Linked DNA regions of Mus musculus: region 2 is linked to region 1. Evidence: chromatin contacts called from public Hi-C data. All regions are on one chromosome and are shown on one strand. Each heading gives the region's core, a stretch centred on a gene start, on an enhancer-like site or on the middle of the called end of the contact. The rest is flanking DNA. Distances are from core to core; before and after follow the strand shown. Region 1 has its middle 8.7 kb from the start of Gm31545. Region 2 overlaps Rnf150 (ring finger protein 150).

Region 1 (3,856 bases), core at 319-2,818:
TTATATAACGAGCTCCTCCCCAGACTTCTGTTAATCTTTTTCACCATGTTTAGGACTTTATTCTTATCCTGTCCCAGAAGCTGTTTGACATATCCTTACTACTTGTAGCTGGTGTAAATCCGGGGCAGTTCATTCTGTGTTTTGGTGAGTAAATTTCCCTTATGCTTTAAACCTATATAACATTTTTGATAAGACAAATGTACATTAGCCTATGCAAACAGCTAAAGAGGGCCATTCTGAGGAGCCCAAAGGCTGTTTATCCCCAGGAAACATTTACCTCTTAGTTGTATGCCTGGTTTACACCATGCACAATTATGTTCTTTTCCTGACTCAGGCTGGGAAAGGTTTTAAAGTCTTTCTGTGTGTCTGTGTGTGTTGGGTGAAGGGGGGTATGCAGTCATTGCAGAAGTTTAGCACTTTATGGAGATATTGGTGGAGAGATATTACTATAGTATTATGAGCTGAGTTGTAACCCCTCCACCCACCATTATATACTGAAGTCCTCACTGGTATCTCAGAATGTGAGTATAGCAGATTGCATCATTAAGAGGTAGTTAAAATTAAAATGAGGGCGTCAGGTATGCCCTTAAGTATGAACAACATCTCCATTATAAAAGAAGCTTGGACATAGTCATGTGAAGACCCTGAGCAGCTGCGATTCACAAGCTCAGATGAGCAGCCTCAGAAGGAATGAAGCCAGCACACATCTAGATTGTGCACTTGTGAGAAAGCAAAGCCCTGTTGTTTAAGGCAGACAAGATGGCTGTACTTGACATAGCCCTTGTAGGCTAAAATCAAGCAATAATAGCTAACGAGGAAGAGGGCAGTGGGGGCAGGTGGCTCTAGAATAGTTCAGGGGAAGGAAGGCTCTTCAGCATCTATTTCTCCACTTGTGAGATGCCATAGAGACAATGTGTTATTTGCCTTTTAATCCTAATTTGTACATGGTAAATGATCAGGCACAGTTAATTAATGCAGTGGTGATTAATGGGGAAGGTGTGCTCCAGGTTCAAACTGACTGTGTGATGTGTGGGGGAAAGAGGAGAGTCTGTTGTTAGGGAGACACAAACATCAGACCTTGGCTTTAGTTTCTCTGTGCCTCGATTTCTCTTGCGGGACAGATCATCATTGTACCTGCCATGTTGTTTGCTATGAGTCTGAAAGGTTCTAGCTCTACCCCACACTGTGGGCCTGTGAGTCATTTCAACAATGTGGAAGGCATATGTGAACCCTTTCACATCTCTGCTTAACAGCTGACAAAAAGATGAAAGACTGTGTCTGGCTGATAATGCTATTGGTTCTTTGGCCAAATTCCAACTTACGTTATTGTCACATAAGTGGCCAGACACTCCTACTCTGGGCAGAAGATGTGGCTTTTATAAATCTGAAAAGGAACTCCCAAGAAGTCTGAAATAAAAACAGAGATCATTCTGTTCTGTACCTTGCCTGTGTAGCATCGTATTATGTATTAGCACAGATGTTAAGATAAACAATTCCCATTGTTTACTGACTAATGACAGCATTCAGGCTAATGTGGCTGAGAAGAGTCAGGGAACTTGGTTCACATAGAGATGGGGAGCACAAATGCCCAGCTGCTGTCCTGGTCTGTATTTGGAGACAGAGCAGGCCCTCCTATACCATGTCTAAAAATTGAGCAAGTTTGCTTAAAATTCAGGCCACAGACTGGAACTCAAAGGGGTCACAAACCAACAGCTGGATTTCACATAGTTTGTCATGACCAGGTGAGTTTTCAGTAAGTTATAAAGGGTGGAAGCATGGACAGAAGCAAAGGTGATCAAAAGAGTGCAGCCAGCATTCGTCAACACTGTAAGCTCCAAATGATCATTTAATTCAGCCAGTAAAGATTAAGGGCAGGCTGAGAGTGTGGGCCTGCCACTAAGGTAATTGCTGAGTCATATCAGCCTTCACCAGACTCAGACATTTAACCAAAGACTTCCCTTTTGTAAGATCTATCTGCTCTCTAAGTTCCTGCTAGTCTAGAACAGCGTGCATTATATTTAAATTTTTCTGTAGACAACTAAAAGAAAGATTGGGAAAATGTAAATCAAAACAACCTTAAGATTCCATCTTACACCCATCAGAGTGGCTAAGATAAAAAAAAAACAAAAAAAACCAAAAAACTCATGTAAGTGACAGCACATGTTGGCAAGGATGTGGAGCAAGGGGAACACTCCACCATTGCTAGTGGCTGACAAAACTTGTACTAACACTTTAGAAATCAATTTGGCATTTTCTCAGAAAACTGGGAATAGTTCTACCTCAAGACCCAGCTATACCACTCCTGGACATATAAGCCAAAAGGTGACTCAACATCCCACAAAGATACTTATTCAACTATGTTCACAGCAGCTTTATTCATAATAGTCAGAAATTGAAAACAACCTAGATGTCCCTCCACTGGAGAATGGATAAAGTAAATGTGGTACATTTACACAATGAAATACAATTCAGCTATTAAAAACCAAAACATTGTGAATTTTTCAGAAAAAGGGATTGAACTTGAGAATATCATCCTAAGTGAGGTAACCCAGTCCCAAAAAGACCTGTATGGTATGTACTCGCTTAGAAGTGGTTATTAGCCATAAAATACAGGTACCATGTACATTCCACAGACCCAAAGAAGCTAAACAAGAAGAAAGACTCAACTCAAAAGTCCAAGCATTCCCAAGCATGGAAGTCTCAGACTGTGGCAGCACCTTGTGTTGATGGTAAAGATACAGCAGCAACTGGCAAGATTCTGGGTAAGACTATATTCAAAAGCAATGGACTTAGCCTCTCAGACAGGAAGAAGTGCAGGGTAGGCAGTCCTAAGGTTGGCTGAGTCCACAATGCTACTGTTGAGGAGTCAATGCTTAGGTCCTTCTCTTGTCTGCCCACATCCTGATACCAACAGACCTGGGATGCTCTCAACCTTGATCTGTGAAACCAATCACTGGAGAGATGCAGAACTGACTGAAATGCCAAGAACAAGAGGCTGAGTGCTCAGCTCTAACTGGGGCATCTGCATTGCCTGTCCCTGCCATGAGCACCATCACCAAGGCTCAGGGAACATTGCAGAAGAGGAGGAGAGGATGGAAGAGCCAGAGGATGGGAGAGTGCTGAGAGATGCTGCCTTCTGGACAGGATGTGGCTGTCGTAGTCATGAAATCCCAGCAGCTGTTGTTACCAGTGCAAGACCTACTGAAGGCAAAAGCAACCAGAGGAGAGTTACAGCATAGAATTCAGATTAGTCAATGGCACCACTTGCTATGGAGCTATGACAATGGCTGGAGAAGGGAGGATCATTCTTTATTGAGTATGTGACCCCTGGTAGAATCCCTATGCTCCAGTGGATGGCTCCATGCCTATGTGTGAATAAGTAGCATTAACTGAACTCTTTGGTTATAACCAAACAAAAAAGACATGAAGTTGAAAACAGGTATGTTTGGAAGTATGGAGATAATGGAGTGGGTAGATAGAATGTTTTATTGTATCATGTACAAAATTCTCAAAAATAAAAAAAATAATTCAAGTGCTTTCTGCTTTTCTCTCTGTCCCCTTAGGCATGTTGTCAGAGCATCCTCTTGTGGTTATAGACAGCAATGAAGCAACAACACATTGAAAAAAAGAGAGCACATAATGCCACTGTCAGGAATACCAAGAGCAGAATTAGTCTGGGGGGGGGGAGGAGACCCCTAATAGCTTATCCAATACAAATACAAAGTTGCTAGTCATGGAATCATGGAATCATATGTAGACAAGTATATGTCCAACGTTATATGGGCTGAGCAAAGTGTGTTTATACATTTGGAAATATGTGTGTGTGTGAGAGAGAGGGGGGATAGGGAGAGGGAGA
Region 2 (3,794 bases), core at 636-3,135, 240 kb before region 1:
ATTCATTTATCTTTTATTTAGTGCATACATATGCCTGTGCATCTCTCTCTCTCTCTCTCTCTCTCTCTCTGTTCTTACACTACAGTATATTTGTAGGTGGTACCTGCTTGTGTGTGTGTCACGGTGTGTTTGCAGGCAAGAGAAGAACTTGCTGAATTTGGTTCCTTCCCTACTTGGCTTCCGGCTTCAGTTTGAACTTGTGTCACCAGGCCTGACAGCAAATGCCTTTCATTTCTGGGCCATCTCAGCAGCCCAGTGTTAACCTTTTTAATCAATTCACTTAGAGGTTCAGAGCCCTAAGGAGGTCTGGCTTCTGCCACACGACCTAATTGAGGGAAATGACTCAGTTGCAATCCTGTTTTGGACTTTTACCATCATATGATTTAACAGTAAATATTGATGTTTTGATACCCACAGGGCCACCTTGGGAACTCGAGGAGAGGTGACAGAGTTAGGGGATCTAGATGGCACAACACAAAATCTGTTTCCATTTTATTAAAAAACAAAACAAAACAAAACAAAACTTTCCTGAAAGTCACAATCCTGTGTTGAAATCTTTATAGTTTGCTATATCTTTTGACCCATAGGTCAGAACACAGTTGCATTTATTTACATTAGAATCTTTAATATAATGAAAATAGTCACGTCTGATTGAATGTCTCCAGCTCTCATCCTTAACCATTTCATCACGCGCCCAGGACCACATAAACTGTGGATGTTCTCCAAGCACACCAAGAAGACAACAAAGCAAAATAAAGTCTGTATTTCCTAACAGAAGATGGGTTCCTTTAAAGTCATAGGGTTTTTTTTTTCCTTCCAATTTCCTTTGTATTTAAAGAGATATAAAGTGCTTTAAAAGAGTCGGGTAGGCATCTGGGGCTGGGAGGAAGGAAAGAGACCTATACAGAAGCAAACCAACAAACGGCAAACAGAACATAGCTATGCTGCCCTGCTGAGGCTTGTAAATACTCAGGGGACTCCGAGGGGAAGTGATGTCTTCACAGCGTGGCTGTAGAACGCACTACCACCATATTTCAGCACAAGAAAAGTGAACCAAACTTCAAGTCCAAAATTCCCTCAGACAAAAACCAGCCAGAGCCAGTTCTTGTGATTGGTGGGTCAGCAGGCAGTGAGGTCAGGGTTGCCTTCACTGTCCTATCTCAGATTACAGGTGAGATGGGCCTATCTTTCACTCCACCCTCAGACCAGCCAAAATGACATCATAGGCAAGCTCAAGGGAATACTGACTGTGGCATCACCCTTTGACAACAGAAGCTAATAATTCCCACTAGGGTGGAGAAAGAAAGGCCTGGGTTTTCTCTTTGCTCATGGGGTTGGTGATGCTGGAGGCCGACTTATAACATCATGTCTGATTATTCCAGACTTACAGATCCATTATCTTTGTAGTTTTTTTTTTAATCACAGATAATGTGTCACACAAAGAGAGTTTTAAAAAAATGCTGCTCTACTTCCTGCTTTTAAACAGACACTTGCTGGTTATGGTCTGCAGGTTACAGAAGTGCATGCCACGGAAGGCGACACATGCATTCCGGATATTCTGCAAATGAGAAAATTCTTCCTTCCACCTAAGGAGAGTTTTAAAGAACCCCCACCCTGGAATGGATGGAATGTAACTTCACAAATACAAAATTTATCTCAAGTTTTCTAAACATAACGGACATCCCACTATAAAAATAACACTCCCTCCCCACCCTCTTCCACCTCTAAATTTCTTCCTAATTATAAAATGGTACAATCATTTCCTATTAGTAAGCTGAAGGCAGGAACTAAACTGATTCTGCACACATACAAAACGCTTTATTTCACACCATTTACATTCACACGGAAGAAGAAGTCCTCTTATTGATCTTCCTTCTCGATTTCGTGGGAGGAAGCGGAGCTGAGCCAAAGCCACACAGAGCAATGCTGACAACACACATCCCAGACAGCAACAGAACACAGCAACGTTTTAAAACAGGCCTGCTTTGAGGTCTCCTACAGCTCTCTAGAGTTCAAGACATTCTCTCTTCATTTGATAACTGCTGGCCAAATTCTCCACTATTGAAGGAATGGTACCGATGAAAATGCAAGACACATTTGTTGACTTGGAAACCCACTGCAAATTAATTTGCTGAAAGTATCAGACCAGCAGAGGGCGCTCTGACCCTTGCAATAAAATTCTACAGACAGGTTCGGAAGACAGCAACACAAATTTGGATTGCTAAGCCCATGCACTGGCCTTCAACTGCTCTGTCCCTAATAGGCGACAATTTGGTATTTACTTCAAAGAGCAGGATACACTACAATGGGCTAGCTCTTACATGAAGAAATCTTTGGCTATTTAAAATCTTCACATTCTCAAAGAAAACTATTCTGAGTTCAATATGAGTGCTAGATTTGTCTGAAGTTTTGAAGTAAAGAGGGTTAAACACGAAAGTTTAAAGATGGCATGTGTGTCACTAAGGCCACAGTCCATTGTTTTAGATTTGTGGATTTATCGAGGCCAACCAGCAGCCTGAAAAAATTGAAATGCCCAAGGGATCCACCTTGACTTTTGTTTGTGAGAACATCAGGAGACAATTCAGCTAGTTCACAGAAGAACATGTGTCCATTTGGATGTTGATCAGTCTTTGGTTTATTTAGCACACACGGTCCTCACATTTTCTCCAAGGTCACTGCTGGCCAAAGAACCGCACACCAGAGAATTTCTACCCAGCAATGACTTTGGGTCACTCAACTGTCTCTCCTTTCTCTGTAGATTTTCCTGTCTGCCTCTTTAGAGGTCTTACAAGAAGCACACTCCCACATCCTCCTCCTTCCCCCCTCCTCCTCTTCCTCTTCTTCCTCCTCCTCCTCTTCCTCTTCTTCCTCTTCCCCCTCATCAATGAACACATATCAAGTGGCTAAAGAGCAAACAGCTCTGCAGTGAGGGTGAGCATCTGTAATGCCACCAGTTTAGAGGATCTGGGCACTGAGGTTCAAGAAAAAGCCATTTGATTATGAAGGACATAGGACAGGGAGAGAGTGAGTGAGTGAGACAGGCTCTTACAGAACAAGGAACTGATTAAATTAATTAAAGTCCACATCTGGGATCTACATTCACTTCATTAGTTATGGGATGATAACACCATGCCACCACGAAGCTCACAGTGGAATAAAATAGTTCCCTATCTACAAGATTTTAACTAGCACTGTCTGACCCTCCTGAGAAAGGCCTGCTGTTGGGAGCCAAGTATCCCAATCTTCTTCACAATCAAGACGTTTTAACTCATGACTATTGACTCCCTTCAACACCTGCTCTCCCTGGGACTCATTGGTAAGTTCCGAGCCCAGGGGAGGGGCAGTTTTCCACATAGACTTTCTCCTTAGCTCACCCTGCTTTGATCTGGGATCTTGCCTGCTGTGGATGTCCTTCAGGGTACTGGTCGTTTCCCTTGTGAAATTCAGCCATCACCCCTGCTCCTCCGTCCTCTCCCAAAATGGACAGAAATACTGCTCAGGAAATCAGGCAGCCCAGTCTTTGAAGGGCAGTGCCTCTGCTCCTCTTTGCCGTACGTTCTTTCCAAGAAGCATGGCTTGCTAAATGTTAAGGACCCTGGGAAGATGGCAGAAACAGGTCACGCAAATCCTGCTCTTGTGCGAATGTGGCCTATTAGGAGGGGACCAAGGAACAGGGTTTAAGGAAATGGGGTGTAAGATAGGGAAAGTGTGTGTGTGTGTGTGTGTGTGTGTGTGTGTGTGTGTGTGTGTGTGTGTGCAAGGAAGGGAAGGGAAATTAAGAATGCTATGGGGGC

What was found. Hi-C and Micro-C count contacts between places; a contact is called where the count stands out from the background.
Region 2: a contact with region 1 is called in a Hi-C map of the Ba/F3 cell line, with 10 times the contacts expected there. The contact joins two enhancer-like sites. A contact is called at or near these places in 9 of 39 promoter capture datasets (embryonic stem cells, epiblast stem cells, frontonasal cranial neural crest and 5 more), 40 of 484 Hi-C or Micro-C datasets (3T3-L1-derived adipocytes, the 63-12 cell line, B cells and 25 more), 4 of 115 datasets of contacts at active chromatin or transcription factors (the 230-238 cell line, the HPC-7 cell line, microglia and 1 more) and 1 of 9 other capture datasets (embryonic tail).

Annotation. Positions count from the first base shown.
Region 1 is chr8:82,844,338-82,848,193 of GRCm38.p6, reverse strand. No RefSeq gene overlaps it. Among named protein-coding and RNA genes, the nearest start is that of Gm31545, 8.7 kb to the right of the region's middle. Within about 2 kb of position 1,568, at least 31 of the 459 cell types and tissues checked have an H3K27ac peak or open chromatin away from gene starts, as enhancers often do. A contact at or near this core is called in the Ba/F3 cell line, the HPC-7 cell line and bone marrow-derived macrophages, where this site is marked.
Region 2 is chr8:83,087,937-83,091,730 of GRCm38.p6, reverse strand. It overlaps Rnf150 (ring finger protein 150), which reads right to left. Exons shown (of 7, transcript NM_177378.4): 7 at 460-3,794. Among named protein-coding and RNA genes, the nearest start is that of Tbc1d9, 76 kb to the left of the region's middle. Within about 2 kb of position 1,885, at least 24 of the 459 cell types and tissues checked have an H3K27ac peak or open chromatin away from gene starts, as enhancers often do. A contact at or near this core is called in the Ba/F3 cell line, the HPC-7 cell line and bone marrow-derived macrophages, where this site is marked.